Linked DNA regions of Arachis hypogaea: region 1 is linked to region 2. The links are chromatin contacts, called in public Hi-C maps. All regions are on one chromosome and are shown on one strand. Each heading gives the region's core, a stretch centred on a gene start, on an enhancer-like site or on the middle of the called end of the contact. The rest is flanking DNA. Distances are from core to core; before and after follow the strand shown. Region 1 has its middle 39 kb from the start of LOC112796666. Region 2 has its middle 14 kb from the start of LOC112798406.

The links. A called contact is a pair of places that touch in the nucleus more often than the background predicts.
Region 1: a Hi-C map of leaf shows a contact between it and region 2, with 1.8 times the contacts expected there. The contact joins two enhancer-like sites. A contact is called at or near these places in 2 of 8 Hi-C or Micro-C datasets (both in leaf).

Annotation. Positions count from the first base shown.
Region 1 is chr4:36,511,108-36,513,830 of arahy.Tifrunner.gnm2.J5K5, reverse strand. No RefSeq gene overlaps it. Among protein-coding and RNA genes, the nearest start is that of LOC112796666, 39 kb to the left of the region's middle. Within about 2 kb of position 1,405, at least 3 of the 3 cell types and tissues checked have open chromatin away from gene starts, as enhancers often do.
Region 2 is chr4:36,039,747-36,042,446 of arahy.Tifrunner.gnm2.J5K5, reverse strand. No RefSeq gene overlaps it. Among protein-coding and RNA genes, the nearest start is that of LOC112798406, 14 kb to the right of the region's middle. Within about 2 kb of position 1,401, at least 1 of the 3 cell types and tissues checked has open chromatin away from gene starts, as enhancers often do.

The sequences.
Region 1 (2,723 bases), core at 156-2,655, 470 kb before region 2:
ATTGTTTTCTTGAAATAATGACATGTTCAATCCACTTTCAAGGTATTGATTTTATTGTATATATCTTTAATTTATTTTGGGATGAAAAATATCATTCATCAAACAATAATTAATAAAGTGTTTCTAGGAGCAAAGTTAACGTTATATCTTCTTCGATTTGATTTATATCTGATCTGTTATCATGTTTATTAACAATTTATTTGTTCAAACACTAACCACTATCAGGAAAGGATTATCATGTATTTTTCCACATTTAATTTATATACAACCTGTTTAGAATTTATGATGAATTATAAACTGAATTTGGTATTTGTAAGTTAAAGATATAATCCAAGTATAATGAGATTAATCTAATATCAAATTAAATCAACAAAAAATAATATGAGATAGATTTGGATACTCTACTAATATCTTAGATATATATTCTAACACAACTATTGTACAGTGCTAATATCATGGGTGAGTTATTTATTTATTTATTCAACTATTAGCTCATACTCCTAGGAGCTTATATCATTTGACAAATTTATTATTTTATATTAAAAATACTCACAGTTTGTACTTACTAATTTTTTCCTTAATAATTAAGTGACCATAAATATCATTTTGGTGATATAAATAAAAAGTTAGCAAAATGATGAAGTTTGTGCTGTACTTTGAAATTTCGTCCGTTCAATAATATATATCTTCATATATTTGGCTGGATTATTACTTTCAATTACAACCTCAAAATAGCAATAACGAACTTGAATGTTCAGTGCACAATAATAGTTGCATTATTATGCACACTCCATAAAATAATATAGGAAAATAGTATATGATATAACCTACGACAACTAAAAATTCCTATAATATATAGAAATTATTCCCCTCACATGATGATGAAATTTTCATTTCTGATAAGTGATATAAGATTAAATTAAACTAGATTAAGCCAAGTACTACACCTCCTATTTAATTATTATTATTGAAACTTCTAACGCGTGGATATGCTAATATATATGCCATGTGGTTGCTTTCCACCCACTAACGAATAACTATTTAAAAAAATAATAATAATAGTTTTTTTGACCTTTTATTTGATTGGGTTTGTTTATTTAACATAGCTCCATGTGATGAAAGAAAGAGACATGTGTGATAGATAGTTTGAGATGGAACCAATGCAAGTCGTGTAATTAGAAAAATGATGAGAGAGGGTGGTGCAAATTTTGTGGGTTTTCCACTTGTTTTTAAAACAAAGAAACAAACAAAAACGTATATTTAATCATATCAACTTCGTCACTAAAGCCAAACGAGTACTCCACCATATAAAATTGATTTCAAACTCGGAAAGGAGACAAAGAAAACAATCATCCTTTTACATCACTCCCAGATATAGATGTTCATATTCATATTGGTCCACACACCCCTCTTTCCTCTTGTGGGCTCCCTTCTAATACTACTTTCACTTATCTACGTGACCCTTCAAAACACTCTAAATTAGTTTTTTTAAAAAGAAATTAATTATTCGTAATTCACACAGGTTTGTCGTTATCATCAATGGATTGGATAAGTCATACATTTTTTTTAAAAACTAAAGTCACAAATTTTAAATCTTCAACAAAAAAGTTCGTTTAGACTAGGGTTGTTAAAGATCCGTCCAAACCAAAATTTGGTCCAAATTTAAAATATATTTGGTCATGTTTAAATTTATAATTTTATCCTTTGTGATTTTCGAGCTAAAATTCGAGTTATACTTTAAATAGACTTGATTTCATCTGAAATTGTATTTTATAATTAAAATATTATATATTTATATTTTAATTAATATTGTCATATTATATGATATAGTTTTTTAAAATTTAATTTTTAAAAATGAAATTTATAAAATTATATACTAATTATTTATTAGATTGATCAAATTTAACTTGATTTATTTTGGATAAATTTAAAATTAGATTTAGGTTTTTAAAATAAATAAGATAAAATATTAGAATTGAATTCAAGTCTAATCTCAATCATGTACGTTCCTAGTTTAGACTGGTGTTTTATTACATTTATTACTTTGAAATTTAGATATATTAAAGATTCAACATATTATATCCAAATATATTAATTTTCTTAATAAAACAAACTTTTAAATCGAATGATACTTTGAAACGATATACATAGTTTTGTTTTTTTTTTTTAAAAAAAAAAATCGTATCAAGAATGGTGCTTAGCGGGGTGGCATCGGAAAGTGACGCAGGAAAAATCTCTATCCGTTTGGTTCTCATTTAATTGTTGGCTTTTGCAAATTGTGGTTTCACTAGAAACTTGCTTTATTTGTCAATGGGGGCTATCATTTTGTCTCTTCAATTTCAACCTTATGTGTGACTCGTAATTCATATTCATTCACATTAATGCATCCAATTATTCATATACGCGTTAATAAGGACCAACATCGTTGATTGATTGCTCTTTTCAAAAGCATGCATCCAAAATATATACGATAATTATTGTCATGTTGTTTTCAAATGTCTGGTCAATTTTTATATTTTCCTTCTTGCATTATATTAATTGCCACTAAGTTGGAACCATTGAGTTGTTTGACAAATAATAGTTAGGGTTATATTTTTATGTGAACAAGAAGCTTCCAGGAAAAAGAAGGATATTCATCATTATAGATTTATAGATCTATAATCAACACTAATCATGATTAAAGAAATTTTGTTAACTAAAGAGGAAATTCTAGTAAAGCAATG
Region 2 (2,700 bases), core at 152-2,651:
CCTCACACAAAAAATTTAACCCACTACCCCCTCTCTCTCTCAGCCAACAGCAGCAGTCGCCACCGCCTCCGTCGTCGTCAAACTATTCTCGTCGGCCAAAGGATGTCGTCGCCGCCAACAGCGATAAACAGAGGGTCAACTCGAAGCTCTTGGCCATCCATCCTCTTCTCCTCCACGTCGTTGCCTCTAGACTTGCATATTGAAGCTCGTGGCCATCTTCTACTCTTCTCTACGTCGTCGTCGTGGTCATGGAATTACAGATCGAGGCACTGTCAGTTTGAATCCTATCCCCATCTCTGTCTTGCCGTTCTTCTCTCCTAGTAGTTGAGTTTCGTTTCTCCCTCATCTTTGTCTCTGTCTCTATCTTGCTATTCCTCCCTTGTTTCTATCTCTATCTCGCCGCTCCTCTTTTGCCGGCAGTTAAGTTTCGTACCAACCTCGTTTGTCTTTGAAGTTTATGATTCTGAGTTTGTATGATTCTTGAATCGAATAATGTTTATAATTATGAGTATTCACGGCTGAAATTTATGTTTGCTTCAATTTATGTTTGTTTATTTACTGATTAGGAGTTAGTGTGATTATTGAGTTGTTGTTTTCTGATTATTGGTTGCTATTTTTTTGTTTTTTTTTTTGTTTTTGTTCTAAGTTAGGGTTATTGGTGGTGTGATTGTTGAATTTGAATTTGTTTTTACTTAATTTTTGTTTTTGATATTTGTGAATTCTTTGATTTTTCTGTATTTAGATTGTGAATGTTTATTCTGAATATTTATGCAGATTATTTTATTAGGATTTTAGAATTAATTAAAAATTTTAAATATTTAAAATTATTTATGCTGATTAAAATTTATGCTGAGTATTTTATTTGAATACTTAAGATTGTATATTAAATTTTTAATAATTTTATTATATATTTAATTAAATTAGTTTAATTACGGTTCAATTCCAAATTAACTATTAAATTATAAATTAGTTATTTGACCGATTCAATGATTAGTTTAATTTTTACAATCTTGCAATTTATTATTTTCGTGCATGGCACAGGAGTATACACTAATATAAAAGTAAAAGAAGCTATTAGAATAAGGGCAGTGCTAGATGATGAAAGAAATATTTTTCTTTAGCTATTAAAGAGACATAAAGACATTAGCTGCTGAACACGTGTTATATTATTCTCTGAAGGACGGCACGTCCTGACTAGAATAAGAAGTTACAGACTGTGACCAATGAAAAAAATTAATCAAGTAAGTACAATTTTGTGTTAATGATTATGATTATATTTTTTGGTTTTTTTATTTTGGACCCAATAACATTTTTTGCATTTGGACTTTGTTGCCACATAGATGGATTGGGATAGACAAAGATGGGCTCGCCAATGATAGCTTAAATTAGACATAGGTTCTTGATTCTTAGACATCGCTTATTAATTTAGGGTCTCTTTTTATTGATGACCAAAATAAAGTGTCTGTACCCTATAAAATCATAATGTTCTAGCTCCTCTCTCTTTGGGCTTAAGCCCCGTTTAATAATAATAATAATAATAATAATAATAATAATAATAATAATAATACCTATGTGAAAAGAAGGCATTACAAGAAAATAAAATATTTGTAATAAAAACTTTGTAATAAATTTAAAATTATTATAAAAGATTATTTTTTGTAATAAAAATTAGTGATTGTTGCATAAAAATAATGTTGTGTAACAATAATATAATTTGTTACAAAATATTTTGATATTTTGTAACAACTTAATTATTTTGTTACAAATTATATTGACTTTTGTAACGAATTAATGTTTTGTTACAAAATTTTATAATATTTTGTAACAAAAGATGAAATTCTTGCAAAAGTTTAAAATATTTTGTAACAAAATATCTATTTGTTTAAAAAATTCTAATTATTTTGTAACAAAAAATTAATTTGTCACAAAATTTAATATTATTTGTAACAAGTTATTTGTTTGTCACAAAATGCAAGAATTTTTGTAACTAAAAAAAATTATTTTAAAATGTTAAAATCTTTAAGATAAATTTATTTTGTTTTAAAATTTTAATTTTTTAAAATATTATTTGTACTAATTAATTATTTTTATAAAAAATTAAAGATTAAATGATTAATTTTTAAAAATAGTATATATTATTTTATATTTTTTATAAAATTAATATATAACTTTTACTAATAATCAAGTCTTAAATGTTGACTAAAAATTAATTTTTTAAATTAAAAAATTAATTGTTAAACATAAATAAAAATAGTTAAATTTAAAAATAAAAACAAATATAAAAAATAAAAACCCTAATTCTAACTCTCACTTTCACTCTTCATTCTACTGTTTGCTACCTTTGTCCACTCTTACTGTCTCTACGGCTCCACCTCTCACACTCAAGGTCACCGTCTCATTGCAGGAGGCAAAACCGTCGACGCTGCTTCGCTGGGTCACCCTCTTTCTCTTATTTAAAATAAATTTACAACAAATATTATTTTTTTGTTTCATTACCACTCTAAAATTTAAAATATTTTTTATATTTAAACAAACTTTTGAAAAATTTTCTTAAAAACAAAATATAGAGCTCTGATTTTTTCTTCCCTCTACTAGTCCTAAATTCACTATAACCCAACACTCATCATTAAGTCTGTAAAATTCTTGATTGTTAGAAAATAAATAATAAATTATTTGTGATTTATTATAGTTATTCATGAT